5 separate regions of the Mus musculus genome follow, and regions 1, 2, 3 and 4 are each linked to region 5. The links are chromatin contacts, called in public Hi-C and promoter capture Hi-C maps. All regions are on one chromosome and are shown on one strand. The core of a region is the stretch at or near the end of the contact, and the rest is flanking DNA. Distances in the headings are between cores, read along the strand shown. Region 1 holds the start of Prxl2a (peroxiredoxin like 2A). Region 2 holds the start of Tspan14 (tetraspanin 14). Region 3 holds the start of Sh2d4b (SH2 domain containing 4B). Region 4 holds the start of Mapk8 (mitogen-activated protein kinase 8). Region 5 holds the start of Ghitm (growth hormone inducible transmembrane protein).

What was found. Promoter capture Hi-C pulls out the DNA fragments that hold promoters and counts their contacts. Hi-C and Micro-C count contacts between places; a contact is called where the count stands out from the background.
Region 1: a promoter capture Hi-C map of pre-B cells shows a contact between it and region 5. The contact joins the promoter of Prxl2a here to the promoter of Ghitm in region 5. A contact is called at or near these places in 2 of 39 promoter capture datasets (cranial neural crest and pre-B cells) and 1 of 484 Hi-C or Micro-C datasets (CD4 T cells).
Region 2: a promoter capture Hi-C map of pre-B cells shows a contact between it and region 5. The contact joins the promoter of Tspan14 here to the promoter of Ghitm in region 5. A contact is called at or near these places in 2 of 39 promoter capture datasets (cranial neural crest and pre-B cells) and 4 of 484 Hi-C or Micro-C datasets (B cells, CD4 T cells and memory CD8 T cells).
Region 3: a Hi-C map of LSK cells shows a contact between it and region 5, with 4 times the contacts expected there. The contact joins the promoter of Sh2d4b here to the promoter of Ghitm in region 5. A contact is called at or near these places in 2 of 39 promoter capture datasets (cranial neural crest and pre-B cells) and 1 of 484 Hi-C or Micro-C datasets (LSK cells).
Region 4: a contact with region 5 is called in a Hi-C map of CD4 T cells, with 5 times the contacts expected there. The contact joins the promoter of Mapk8 here to the promoter of Ghitm in region 5. A contact is called at or near these places in 2 of 484 Hi-C or Micro-C datasets (CD4 T cells and CD8 T cells).

What each region holds. Positions count from the first base shown.
Region 1 is chr14:41,012,551-41,015,395 of GRCm38.p6, reverse strand. Prxl2a (peroxiredoxin like 2A) reads left to right here and starts at 1,563. Exons shown (of 6, transcript NM_027464.4): 1 at 1,563-1,698.
Region 2 is chr14:40,965,555-40,968,510 of GRCm38.p6, reverse strand. Tspan14 (tetraspanin 14) reads left to right here and starts at 1,615. Exons shown (of 9, transcript NM_145928.2): 1 at 1,615-1,735.
Region 3 is chr14:40,891,844-40,894,594 of GRCm38.p6, reverse strand. Sh2d4b (SH2 domain containing 4B) reads left to right here and starts at 1,281. Exons shown (of 8, transcript NM_177816.4): 1 at 1,281-1,813. The coding sequence starts at 1,630.
Region 4 is chr14:33,445,509-33,448,509 of GRCm38.p6, reverse strand. It overlaps Mapk8 (mitogen-activated protein kinase 8), which reads left to right and starts at 1,352. Exons shown (of 12, transcript NM_001310454.1): 1 at 1,352-1,495.
Region 5 is chr14:37,133,831-37,136,979 of GRCm38.p6, reverse strand. It overlaps Ghitm (growth hormone inducible transmembrane protein), which reads left to right and starts at 1,658. Exons shown (of 9, transcript NM_078478.5): 1 at 1,658-1,785.

The DNA of each region.
Region 1 (2,845 bases), core at 314-2,813, 3.9 Mb before region 5:
AATCCTGCCATATATTTATATGGAATGTGAGGTTGGAGGAAGATCTGGAAAGCCTTTGGATACTAGGTGTTTCCCAGGTGAACAGGGTTGGGGGAACACTGCTCAGAGATGACCGACCATCTCCTGGGTTTGGGATATGGCTCAGCAGGTAAAAGCACTGATTTCAAACCCTTGGTATCAGTAAAAATCCAGACTGATTGCAAGAGTACAGGCTTGGAATCTCAGGGCCTTGGTGGGCAGAAATAGAAGGCTCCCTGCAGCTTGCTGCCTACCAGCCTAGCTCCAGGTTCTGAGTATCAGAAGTACATCATTCCGATCTATCAGGAGGCACAAGGACTCTGCTCTTTCCCAGCTGTCAGATAACGCGTATTTGTCTCTGTTTACCATAGGGTGGAAAGTTAGTTGACTGCTGGAATAGCTAATTTTATGTCAACCTGACACAAGCTGGAGTCTGGAGAGGAGGGACTGAGAAAACGCCTTCATAAAATCAGAATGTAGGCAAGCCACCAAGCAGCACCCTTCCACAGTCTGTTTATCAGCTCTGTTGCCAGGTTTCTGCCCTGTTTGAGTTCCTACCCTACTTCCTTCAGAGATGGGCTATGATGTGGAAGTGTAAGCCAAATAAGCCCTTTCCTCTCCAATTGGTTTTTGCTCGTGGTATTTCATCATAACAATAATAACCCTAATTAGGGCAGCTCCTGACTACCTACATAACAGGAAAGCAGGGCGGGGTCTCCATCCCCATCCCCCACCCCACCCCCTTTTAACTTTTTGTCTAGGGTAACACACAGTTCTACAAGATAGTAAAATAAAAACTGTCTTACCCTCCTTAGTCTCTTGAATTTGTTATTACATAGCAAGAGTCTTGCTTCTTACAGTGAGAAACATGAGGGGAAGGTAAAGATGTACTAGGACAGCCTAGTCCTCTGGCCAGGTGTCAAGTCCCACACAGGTGGATACCCCCAATGCACACAGGACAGATGACCACTTCTGACCAGCGTGCCTGTCTGGCTGCTGTAATACTTCTTTGCAAACTGCTCTGTGATCTCTTTCTGACTGTCTCCCACTCCCCCACCTTTAACTATTCTGTGAGTTAATCCTGTTTCTTTTGACTACAGCTTTGATACGACAGTAATGAACACTTATTACAGGAGTGAGAAAAATGGGTAAAAGCCAGGCATGGCGGTGCACGCCTGTGATCCCAGCCCCTGGGGAACTGTGGCAGGAGGATGAACAATTCCAGACCAGTCTGAGCTACATTAAGCAACCAACCACGTTAGAGTATTAAGACAAGCCTGTCACAGGGTTGCTCAAAGAAGCTAGAGGAGCTGGTATTATCCTTAGAGCCAGTTCTCAGCTGGTTTTCTTCATTCTAATAACCAGCATTTGGGGGTGAAGATGGACGCTGGGACATCTACCCCACAAAGCCACGCTAGTTCCAAACTAGCTCCGTGGAAATCAGCGAGCAAAGAAGTGCCCGAAGGCGACCCAGTTCTACCCAGTCCCCAGTCTGGAGCTGCGGGGGCGTGTCTGTCACGTGAAAGTGGCGTGGTGGCGTAGGCGCTGAGCTGCGCAGGCGCGGGGAGACCTTAGTCTCACCCGCCCTCAAAACTGCACTACAACCGAGGAGGCACCTGCGTCCGCTGGCGCAGCTCAGGGGCCAGTGAGGTCCACGGAGGCGGGGTCCTTGGGGCGCAGGTGAGGATCGAGGCAGGCCAGGGACCGCGGAGACTAGATGCTGGATAGAGGATGTGACCCGATCCTCTCCAGGTACCGCTCTCCGATGTGCCCTCAGCCCACCACAGCGATCAGGACAGACTCCACGCTTGGGGCCCAGAGACCCCTGTCCCGGAATGGCGCTGGCGGCACCCAGCAGTCTGAATCGTTGGGACAGAGGACAGAAAAACTCTTGCCCACCCAGATGTTTGAATTGTTGGGACAGAGAACTGAAGGAAAAAAAAAAAAAAACAAAAACGTTTGCCCACCTCTCAGGAAGGGGCATCCACCCAACATGGGCTAGGCTGAAGGCTGCCAGGGGTGGCCGTGGCTATCCAGTTTCGGTATTGGGGTGTCCTGTGAGGAAGTCTCTGAGATACCTGCTCCTCCTTCTCTTCTAAGGGTTACAAACCTTTGCCTTAGAAAGCTCCGTTGTAAATTTCAAACCGCTGCTGAGGTGTGGTAATGAGATAATCAGAGCTCCAGGACAGCCCATCCTCCGAATTGTTAGGTTGTTGGAGTTGGTGAAAATGGCCCAAGGGAGAGCAAAGTTAAGGTCCAACCTGGCAGGGTTTGCATGGGAAGGTGACAATCCGAGTCTCGCTGCCACCGTGCCTCCAATGTTTTCACAGCCCTGTTACCTAGATTTTTGGTTTTATTTTTACTTCAACATTTCTTGTCTTGGAACTTGGTAAATGATTTATGTGAAAAGAAAATACTCATTGGATGTTTTGTTTCGAGACAGGGTTTCTCTGTGTACCTCTGGCTATCCTGGAACTCATTCTGTAGACCAGGCTGGCCCCAAACCCAGAAATCCTCCTGCTTGTCATGGAGCCCTGCTAATAGAATCTGGGTCCTCACAAGATACTCATCAGAAAATCCTTTGTTTCAAATATTTGGGGTGATCAATGAGTAATCCAGAAATAAGTAAGAATTTAACATCTCTGGCAGTCTTTGCAAAGAGCTTATAGCATCTTCAGTGATTCATCTCTGTAGAAGGTGATTAGGAAATTGTTCCCATTTTGCTAATGTGAAACATGGCTGGTCCAGGCTCATGCAACTTGGTTCTTCTCGTCCGACCTTTCCTTGGTGTCCTTCCTTATAAGGGATGGCATTTACCTGAGACCCT
Region 2 (2,956 bases), core at 366-2,865, 3.8 Mb before region 5:
TCTTGATCTTCACTCCATCCCCAGTAGCCTGACAATAGCCATCTAGTTTTCTTTGAGCTCCTTGACGCATCAGAGCGTGGCTCTTATCAAAGCCTTGGCACCTCTGCTCTCCACTTGTACTTTCTGGACCAACTGCCACCCCTACCCCCCACCCCCTCTTCTAACTCTTCACTCCTTTGCTTTCAGTTTCAACATCAATCTCTCTCTCACCTTTCCCTTCCACATGCTCACTTTATCCCTGGGCTTTTGTCTTGTCTCAGCATTGATTTCATCTTGAAATGATTTGTCTTTTCTACTAAACAGTAACTATGTGGAGGGAGAGGTTTCAGGCTGCTGCACTCCCCAGGATAATTCAAGACCTGGTGCCCACACATCAGACACCCAATCATGCATTTTGGTTAGTTAGAGGTGACAATATGGACAGGTTTCCTTGCCAGAGAGGTCCTTGAGCTATCTGGCATATTCTAGAAACAGGCTACATCCCCATTGTTAAATAACCACAACTAGCAGCAGAAAGGTACATTCTATTTCCAGATTTTCTTTTTCTCTTTACAATGAACTTAACCTGTTGGCTGCGTGTGTTAAAAACATAGCCCCAGTCTTATGCCACTTTTGTATAGCCCAAGAGGAGCAGATCTGTCCCTCAGCTCCCGCAAATCTACACGAGTTTACCAAGCAGGACAAGGTTATGCTTTGCTCTATTGACAAGCAGATCTAGGCTGGGACGAGATCGGCCTTTTTATCACAGCAGTGTGGACAGCACTGTAAATCTATCTGCCTGTCCTGTGACCTTCCACTTCCAAGAATCAGCCCAGCCATCTCCTCAGCATAAAGGTGATGAGCAAATCTCAGCAGGACATCCAAAGGAAGCTTGGTATTTTTAGCACCGAGACTGGAAGGAGCGAGTGTTTACGGCTCAGCTGTAAAGAAATCTCAACCACCGTTTCTAGAAAACTACCCGCACACACTGGCTCCCAAGGCTGGGCAGGAATGCCTTCCATCTTAAAACCAGCCATTTCACCAATCTTCTTCCACCTCTCAGCCACCTCGAGCATCCCTTGACACAGGCATCTTGTAACTCGCATTTCTCCCTGGCTCGGCTCCCGCCGGGTTAAGAGCTAATACCAGAGGAGCATTTGCGCGGCGTAACTTGGCCGAGCGCTCAACTCTGCGGCCACAAGCGATCGACTTCGCCAGCGTCCGGGAGCCACAGAGAGGGCGGAACCGGGTAAATCCCGTTTGGGGCACCGCCCAGAGCCGGACAAAGGGGCGGGTCAGCGATCCGCCTCATTACCTATGGATGACCATTTGTAGGGCGGGGTGCACGGTAGGGGGTGGAGCACGGCGACCCGGGGGCGGAACACAGGCGGGGCGTAGAGAAGGCGTGGTGATCAATGTGGGAGGGGCAATCAGCGGTGGGATGTGGGCTGATAGCACAGTGGGGCGGAGCGAGCGGTGAGAGCCAGGCCTGGGTGGGGGGGAGGAGCGAAAGATGGGGCGGTTCCTGCATGGGGAGGAGCAAAGAGCGGGGGCGGGGCTTGGGTGCGCCAGACGCACTGGGCGGCTGAGCGGTGCGAGGAAGCGGCGCCTCTTTTTTCGCCGCGGCCCCGCCCCTCCGCGCCCCGCCCCCGCCGCTCGGACGGCCCGAGTCGCGCCCTCCCGCTCGGAGCTGCTGAACTTGCTCTAACTTCCTCGGCCAACCGGGCCGTGCTGCCGCCGCTGCTGCCGCGCCCGGGTAAGTAGAACGCGTGGCCTCGCTGAAGCGTCGGGCCTGTCTTTATTGTCTCGGGCCGGCCCTCGTGAGCGTCCTCTCGGGACAGCGGCTGCTCCCCGCGTTCCTGCTCGGCCCCTGGACTCCCTTGGCTGGCGGGGGCGGCCCCGCGGGTGGCGCGGGCTTTGTCTGCTGAGACCGCCCGCGAGCTCTGGAGGCCGCGGCCGGGACCCCGCTGAGCCGAACTGGGGCGCTGTATCGAGTGGGAGGCGCGGCGGGCTACCCGGAAGGTGTGTCTGCTCCCGGCTGCTGCCTGGGCTCTGTCGGTCCTCACCTGCGAACCCAGCGGAAGGCTCTTTATTCAGCTCCGGTCCCGGATGAGGGGACGGTCGCCCAGCCCCCACCCACCCTGAATGTGCACGCTGTCGCGGGGTCCCACGCTGTCCGGCAAGAGTTTAAGGAGGTGGCGATCCTGGCTTCTCGGTGCTAGTCGCTAAAGGCTGTGTTTGGGAGCAGAGCCCGACCCCTGACCTAGCCCGAGGTTTGGCCAAGTTGTGATTCTGGCTCAGCCTAGGTTGGAGCTCCTGTATTCCCTTCCCTCCCGGGCGTGCAGTGCAGAGGGTGGGCAGAGTGCACATTTGGGGACTTCGGCCCCTGAACCACTGAAACTCCTGTCTGGAGGACTGAAACTTGGTCTCCAGTGAGAGGCAGTCAGAATCCTCAGAACTCAGTGTCTTCAGCCAGTGCCTGCCCGGAGCTGGTTGCAGAGCCACGGTGACTGTATCAGGACACTGGTGTTCTGGGACATCGAGATGTGTTGGGCAGCGTGTGCAGGACGCTGGGCTGGAGCCTGTAGCAGGTGTGATCTCAGCTCTCTAGGTGGTCACCCCAACGGACTGGTGGATTTAGGTCAGTTGCCTGCCAAATCCTACACAGTTGTGGCTGTCAAGGGACAGTTTCCACACAGCCCCTTGGCTTCTGAGTAGAAGTTGGTGCCTGCTGAGTGCTTCCTTATTTATGAAAGGAAATCTGGGGCCCCACATTCTAACAGCTCAGAGGTTGCTGGAGACACCCTTTCTCTCAAAACTCCTCCTGGGCCCTAAAACCCTTAGAATGAAGCCCAGACTTCTGCTCTCTGGCTCCTCCCTTAGCTGTCCCCAAGTCTTTTTTTTTTTTTTTTTTTTTTTTTTTTTTTGGTGTCAGGGTCTTGTGTAACCCAGGGTTGCCTTGAATTCATGATTCTTC
Region 3 (2,751 bases), core at 32-2,531, 3.8 Mb before region 5:
AATTTCTCCTATTCGTTTACAAATCCCAGGACGCCACTGCTTTCAAAGGCCTGGAACCATTCCTCTGCTTTTAATAGTGTTTTCTCTGCCTTCTATCCTGTTCTTTTAAGAATCTGGGGACACAGAGGCTAGATGTCCTTCCTGCCTTTGGTTCACCAGTGTCCCAATTTGCTTCCCTATTGCCTGGGATAAAACGCCGACCAAAACCGGCTTGAGAGAGGAAAAGGGACTGGCCTGAGAGGAGGGTGTCTGGCTGCCACATTCGTTTTTGACCCTGTGGGCTTAACTGGAGAGACTCCGCTTGGTTCTGCTTACTTTTGTGTCAGTCTTGCAGAGAGAGACAGATTCAGACTCCGGGTCTCTACCATTTCTCTTGGTTTCCGGATCCCTCTTCCATCCCTAGGGAAGTGGAGAAACTGATACCACCAATCCAACCTGCTCACAGTGCCAGATCTTGCCTGTTTTCTCCGGATAGGGTTGCAGCTTTAAACTACGAAGAGGATGTCAAATTTGAAATCTGGGTGGAGCGCTGCTGCGGCAGCCTACTGGCTGCATAGCCCGAGGCATGCACTACCTTCCTGGGCTTTCCTGTCTGGATAAAAGGACACCTATGAACAGCTCTGCAAGCAAGCTTATTAGAAAGGGAGCCTCGGGTCTCAGCAAGAGCAGCTCCTACCCACCTCAAAGCAGAAGCCTGGACATTTGTATTAAAGCAGACTAGCAAGGACTTGGACAACAAAGATATCAACAACAACCTCCCAAATGGCCCACTGGGGAGGCCTGTCTTTAAGCACATGCAGAGTTTAAAAGTCTGCTCTAGGGAAAGGAAATGATGTCATCTTTATGGTCATGAGCACTGTGGTAAGGTAATAACCCCTACATTTCTTCTACTGATTCCATTTTGTTCGCCAGTTTGAATCCAAAACAGATAGGAGGGAAGGCATTTCCTCCCCAAGGCACTTTAAGAAGTAATAACATTATCTTCCAGGTGCCCTGAAATGAGGAAGGTTGCTCATGGTGAAGCAGATACAGTTGTGGCACCTGGGGTCCCAGAAGCTTTTGAAAGTTGCATAGGCCTCTGACATTGGCTCAAAAGACATGGAATTAGTAGGCAAACAACTTCTTCCCCACCCCCTCTTATCTGCAGGGGAGGGATCAGTTCTCAGCTGGCCGGGCCAGTGTCACTGATACAGCTGGTGTCATTGTTACCTTCCACTAACAGATCACTCGACACCTCCCGACCCAGGTGGATTTGGGTCTGAGCAGATGTTTGGAGCCTTATTGTTGTAGAAACCCCAGGTGAAGCCACAACACTGCTGAAATGTGGTAATTTAATGATAAGTGATCTTAATAGGAAGCCAGGACTAGACAGCTCTCTGCCTCTGCTACCTCTCAGAGCCCCTTGGTTCTTGCTGCTTGGGTGAATAATGCTGTCCTGGCCGATATGAATCCATCATTGGCTGGGAGCTGAGACAGGACAAAGATGCTGTCCAAGGAGAGGTCATCTGGAGTGACTCCAAAGTGAGGAGCTAGGGCAGAATTGGCTCAAGGCGCTGGCCTGGCCCAGGGATCTTGTGTAGCCTTGGAGTTCTGACTGGCTGCACTCCGGTGTGCGTCCCCCACAGCATCATGCTGCAGCAGATCCTGCAGGACATGTACATCGACCCGGAGCTGTTGGCCGAGCTCAGCGATGTGCAGAAGCACATCCTCTTCTATAAGATGCGAGAGGAGCAGCTGCGGCGATGGAGGGAACGGGAGGCGTGGGATGCCCTGGCTCAGGCAGAGGGCCTGAGGCCCGCAAAGGTCAAGAGAGGTATGTGGCTTGGGGGTGGGGGTGGGGGGCGGGTCACCAAATCTTAACTAATAATGAGAAAGTTAACGAGTCAAGGCTGGGTTCTCCTTTCGTATGGGCACTAGTGTGATAAAGACTGGGGATTTGGAAGCCTTGTGCTGGGGCCTTTAGTCCCACTAGCTTGGGTTTCCAACCAGGATTATAGAAGAATGTGGCAGGGACTATGCAGGACTCAGATGGGCTGGGGAAGTGTAGACTTCCTCACTTCAAAGAAGGCGCTGTGGAATCTGATGCTTGACAATTGCATGGTGCATAACAGAGACCATTGTCTTCTTTCTTTTTCTGATTCTGGGAATTGAGTCTGAGGCTTTGTGTACTCTACTAGTAAGGTATATGCCCAGACCAAGGGCATATTCTCTACCCTTGAAAGACCCACAAAGTGAGGACTCTCCCACGTTCTGACTCAGGAGAGGCGACACCCCAAAATCCCCCACAAGAAACGGTCTTGTTGCAAACTGCAAGAGGATTTTTATTCAAGAGCGCTCTCCGGCCCACAGTCATACACCACGCAGGGGTAGAGGACCACGGCGGCCCGAGTAGCTGGGTAAGGGGGTATTTAAAGGAAGAAACCACAACTCAAGGAAGTGGGGAGGGCGTTGTTGGAAGATACCAAAGATACCAGTTAAGAGTCACAAGGAATACCTGGTAATTGTTAACTCTCAAGACAGCTTCTAAGAGCCCCTAACTATAGCACATTTGCATTGCAGGTTCTGGTAATGGTCAGGGTGACTTTCTTTGAATGAGCACTCTTTGAACCCAGGAAGTGGGTGGGTGGAGGAATGTCGCTATCTGTTTTATGATTAGCATACCTTTACAAAGGCCACATTCCCAAGCCTGGGCCTAAAGGCCTAGAATTCTGTTTTTACTTTGTTATACTTTCACCCTCAATAGCAGTTCTA
Region 4 (3,001 bases), core at 103-2,602, 3.7 Mb after region 5:
TTCTTTGGTGTCCCAATAGAGCTGGCCTGTCTTCAGTTTTCCCAGTCTACCCCGTTCTGGAACTCCTTGTTCGCACATCAAGTTAACTCGGACATAATCCCTGGTCAAACCTGTTCTCAAATTAGGAGGCAGCTCCTTAGAGAAGGCTTTCCTGGCCTTATTAATACATTGGTTCCTTTCATAGTTGGATGTGTCCTTAATTTGCATTTTAGTGTCGATTTGATTTGGTGTATAGTTTATTATCTTGATACCACAAGAATTCTCTATAAGTTCTACTTATTGCTAGTGCTAGTACACTGCCTTTAAGAGAATAGGCAAGCAATAAAATATTTACTGGAGAAATAAGAAATTAAAATTAAAAAATTGCTGAGAGATAAAATGGGGGGAGAATAAATGAATGAGTGCTCACATTTGCTTCATGATAGCATCCCTGGAGAAAGACCATTTTAACATGTAATGGGAACAGTCTACCTGAATTTACTCAATACATATTTGTATATTTTGGAAATCACAGTATACTACACAGGTGTAAGAGAGACTGCCCTTTATTTCCTACTGTCAAAGCAATTGTCATACTTTTTTTCCAAGTTTAATATACTGTGCATGTAATATATTTTATATAAACGTAGAATCATTCTATATGTATGTGTTGCTTCTTTCTCTTAGTGATATTCTCCGTTGTTGGCGAGAATGCCTTTGAACTCTTTAAAGTGCTAAATATATTTTGCCTCATGAATGATAGTGATTTAAATACCTTTCCATCCATTGTCGAGGCTCGTCAGTTTATCCGTGAATAGTTAATATTTGCGAGAGCCGCAAGGACTTGCAGGTAAATCAGGTAAGGCAAAAAATCTGGAGCAGGAGGGTTTGGGGGGTAAAAGGAGGTAACTTCTTCCAGGGAGCTAGAGAACATCTACTCCTTGGTGGGTGGTAGGCCCTTGAAGAGTATCTGTCAAACCAGGACTCTCCGTGGTTCAGGTGTGTGCCCTGGCACGCGTGCCTGACCTTCAAACACTAACCCCTCCTCCCCGCGAGGCTAGCAACCATGCAGGCTTAAGCTATGACTGGTGTTTCGCCGCCACGCGCCGCCACGTGCCATCGCAGACCCGCCCCCTGCTGCTCCCGGCCCCGCCCCTCACACGCGGCCGCCCAGACGCTGCTCGCGGCCCCGCCCTCAGGGGAAAACCTCCGCTACTGCAGCCCGCCCCCCAGTGTAGCCACGCCCAAGTCGCGGGGCCACGCCCTCGTAATCCGGGCCCCCGGGGCTGGCCCGCCCCTAGGCCGCTCGCCGGCGCGGAGGCGGGGCCCTGCGCGATGACGTGGGCGGGCGTGCGCGTTGACGGCCCGCGTCTCTGTTAGTCAGCGGAGCGGCCGAGGCCGGACGTTGCGGCCGAAACGCGGAGCCGCGAACAGGATTGAGTAGCGGCCGCGGCCACCGCAGGACGGCGCCGTTCTCCGCTACGGGCTTCCAGGTCGCCGTTGGCTGCACTGCCGGGTGAGTGCGCGGGCGCCGCGGCTCGGGCGGCCGCCGCTTTTCCCCGGCCGTGACCCCCTCCCGGGAACGCGCGCGGGGCGGGGGCGGCGCGGGAACAATAGCGCGGGCGGCGGGGGCAGCGGGGGGCGTGGTCCACTCCGCGCGACCTGGCTTCACCGCTCCGGCCGGCTTCCACGTCGCGCGGGGGGAAATGGAGCGGGTGGGCGGCAAGTTCGGAGGTGCTCCCGCGGAGGTCGGGCCGACGCGACCGTGCATACGTCTCCCGCACCCACGGGGAGCGTGTTTTGACTGTGGGCGGTTTCTTTGTGCGGACGTGAGTGCCGCGACGCCGAGAAGAGCCGGGTGGCCGCGAGCGCGCCGGCCTGCGGGCCGCGCCTTGAGAGGGGCGCCTGCCGCTGACCTTTTGACTTTCCCCCGCCGCTGTCCCTTTGTCTTGCGCTTGGGTTCCTAGTCCAGACAAGGTAGAACCAAGTCCATTGTAAAGTACCGTAAGGAACGCATTACATTGTTATTCCCGAAAGTTTCCCATCCCACCGGGAATTTAATATCATGTTGACTGCACAGTGTCCGGTAGTTTCTATTTTTACTTCTGAAATTAAGTGATCTTTTCAGTAGAATTCTGGTCTGCCGGTCTATTGTGTTTTGAGATCAGCTTCCACCAAGTACCTGGTCAGTTAGAACATGTTTATTTCATTCATTCATTTGGCAACAGTTAGTGCTGTATCCAGGTGGAGAAGATGTGAAGGCCAAGAGAAAGACCCTTAAAAATTAGGGTAGTATGGAACAGAATAGATGTGCCTTTAAATGAGACGATTATGTAAGGGATGTATGTTAAGTAAGGTATTTGGCTCATTTGACTGGAACTTCCAAGGATAGTGTTAGGAAGAATATCCAGGTTTGGCTTAAATATACTACCTTTATTCTTAAATCCCACCCCCCCCTTGTCAATTTTCGTATCATTGGTAATGGTTACTTCAGTTCTCTTATTGAGGCTGTTAAACTTGGAAGGTTTACTTCTGTGTCTGACGAAGTAATCAAAATGGTACTTAGAGGCCTATTTTGCATCATTTCCCCATCACCAAGCATGGAAGTCATACTCATTGGGTTGATTGAAAGACTTTTATAGACAAAAATTTAAAATAAAGCCTTAAATTCTCCACGAAGTTTCAGATGTGTCACATACCACTCTCAGTTGGCTAGATCATAAATTAATAGAGGATGTTACCTGTTAAAGACCACCAAAGGGTTTGGAATCACTTTTTCACTTCTAGGTTAACTATTCCTGATTTTTTTCTATATAGTTAATAAAATAGAGGATTATGGCTTGTGTGTATAGTCATAAAAAGTTGAGTAGCCATACTTAAAAGTCAGAGATGCTCCAAACTCTCCAAATGAAACACTTACAGTGTCTTGTAGATAAAGGGGATTTACTTGGTACTCTGTCATCAAAGTTGAGAACTTTGTCCACTTCTAGTATTTTAGGTAAGAGCTTTCTCTAGTCATGTA
Region 5 (3,149 bases), core at 409-2,908:
CTTTCACTTTGCTTGTGTATTCCTTTGTGCAACACTGGAAGTATTCTTGGTTTGATTCTATCAAAAGTTGTAGGAGGGTGCTCTTTCATGGATACCAAGAAATAACCTCTTGGGCTGAAAAGATGGCTCAAGCACTAAAGGTCAGGCTCCTAACCAAAAATAAAAGAGACATGTCTCTTATTGTAATAAATTATTTTCCACTGAGGCATTTCAGTAGCCTTCACACACACACACACACACAATAAAATAAAATAAAATAAAATAAAATAAATAAAAACCTTCACAAGAAGAGTGGTTTGTATGTATTCTGTTACTCAAGTGGAGCCTGAAGCTTGACAACAAACAAACAAAAATGTCATTGAAAAGTCAAAAGGTAAAAAAGAAAAAGAAAGAAAGAAAGAAGAGAAAAGAAAAAAGAAAAAAAAGAGAAAAGGAAAGGAAAGGAAAGGAAAGGAAAGGAAAGGAAAGAAAAACTCGGAAATAAACCCCTCTAGATCTCACCATCAGTAGTACACTCAAGAAGCAGGTTGGCTCTAATTTAAAAAAAAAAAAAATGCCACATTTGGTAGGAATGTTTTTATGGCAATTAGAAAAAATGTGTTATTCAATTTTGACACTATGCCCCACCCCCAGCCCCTGCCGCAGACTAGGTCTGTCTTACTCTGGCCATTCTGAAACTCACTACTATATAGACCATTGGCGTTATTTTCTGGCTAAACGCCCAAAACAAGAAACTCAACCAATGATTGTTTAACTATCCATCTAACTTCTAAAAGTTCCTAAAATTAAGGCTTAGTTTTCAGTACATACAAAAAAAAAATTGATCATAAGTTATAAAAACATAAACTTTATTAAAATGCTCAAGTTAATTTTGTGTATTGATATGTTCATACATGAGTTCATGTAGCATAATAGCTAAAGCAAAGTAGTGAAAATGCCTAGGTGGGTTCTGTCATTCCATAAATACAAAAGATTTGGTCCTGGCCTTATAATTAATTCAAAGTAAATTAATATATGCAGAACTCACTAAACCAGTATCAAATCCCTTAACATTTGCATAATGAATGAAAAGGAGAGCGCGTCAAGTACCTCTCACATAGCTCAAGACACCCTGCCTAGCCACAGCCCCAGCAGTGATAAAAATTAAGCAGTTAACGAAAGTCTGACTAAATTATACCTCTAAGGGTTAGTTAATTTCGTGCCAGCCAACGCGACTAGACGATTAACCCAAACTAATTACTCTCGGCGTAAAACGTGTTTTAAGAATGACTCTTAAATAGAACAAAATCCAATTTAAATGTGAAAATTCATTGTTAAACCTAAATCCAATAACAAAAGTAATTCTAAGCTGGCCTAGAGCTCACAGCGATCTACCTGCCTCCCCAAAAAGTGGGACTTAAGGAGTGCGCTGCCAACCAGTCCAACTCCCTTTTTCGCCCCCACACCTATTGGCAGCGAGTGCGCACAACGCACAACGCAGATGCCCAAAGCGTTTGCCAGTGTCGGCTTCCTTACTCGGACCCAGAAAGGACGCTGACTGTGACGTTTTCGAAACACAAACTTCCATTGGTCCGGTCTCCAAACCAAGCCCCGCCTTCGCCACTGCGCCCGCCCTTCCGTTAGAAGCCTGCTCTCGATTGGCTGCTTGTACTATTTACCTTTTGTCCGGATATTGCGTGACGCTGTGAGTCGCGCGGTTGCGGAGGAGCGGGCAGAGGGAGGTCGCACACTCTGAGTTTCGGTGACCCGGAAGGGAGCCCCGTGGTAGAGGTGACCGGAGCTGAGGTACTGCCTCGCGAGGCCTGAGAATTCCAGTCCTTGTGACGGGCGTCGGCACAGCGGGATCTGGGCTGGCTGCTACGGGCGGGGCGGGAAGGCCGGGCTCGTCCTCGCTCTTCATCTCCCTGGGCAGAGGGATGCTGAGTCAGCCGCTCGGGGACCCGCGCGGGGGCCCTAGCTGTCGGCGATCGGGTGCCGTGGGGGTGGTGCGTGGACGCGGAGGCAGCGGGCTAGCGGTGAGAGGGGAGGACCGGGCGCATCCGAACACTCAAGCTCAAGGAAGCGTTAGGAAGGGTCGCCACTAGTTCGTAGAGACCCAGCCCAGGAGCCGGTTTCAGACGTCCAGAATCTGCACTTAAATATATGGCAGATAACCCTCTTGGCTGTTCCACGACATAAGGCCACGCAGACTAGGTAGGCTCTGTTCGGGTCAGTAAGCTGAAGCCATAGGTTGAGATGATGTAATGGCATGAAAGTACCAAAAGGGCTCCGGGTTTTTTCCGCAAGGTCAGATGCCTAGAGCTGTGTGCACTTCGTAGTTCCGGAAATTCTTAACTTTGGAGGTGCTAGTTAAAACTTCTTTACATTCCTATAGTTTTAGGGTAATTCATGGGCGATTTCAAAGTCCCATTTTGGCCAAGTTTTCTTGTATTTAAATATTTTACAAATGGGGAGAAAGCGGAAATACAAATCACTTGCCTAAAATTCATCACAACTCATTGACCAGAAATGTGCCTTTAGCATCGCAGAAAGGCGTGTACTTAACTATTTATCGATATAGTCTAACTGGAACTGAGACAATTCAATTTTAGAATGTTGGGGGCAGGGGTTACCCTATTAAGAATACCAGAAGGTGTTTTAACAGGGAAACCTAGCAGGGCAATTTTGTTTATTTTGATTGAATGTTATGTAGTGGAATAATTTAATTTGAATGTATCTGTCGTATCTTAAAGGGAAGTAACATCTGACCTACTTGGTAGACATTTGCATGCCTGGCTTTTGTTCATGGTTTTTAGTCTCGAGTGGTTTAGTTATCTTTTCTCTGGATGATGTTTTTCTTGTGCTGAAATGTCACACAGATTCTTTTACTTTTACTCATTGAATGATGGAGTAAATATCAGGCCAAGCTATGTTTGTAAAATCTGTGATTGTGTCAACATAATAACATTGATTCTGTATTACATATATCTGGTCAAACTTGGATTTATATCATTGGCTGCCCATTCTAAACTAGATTTGTTGAGTCAGAAGGAACAAGGGAAGGATACAGCATTAAAAATTAATGAGGCCACTGTTCTGATTTTTTTCTTCTATTTAAATTAAGTTTCTTCTGATTTTGGCTACTATGTTTCCTTCTTAATTAACTAAAT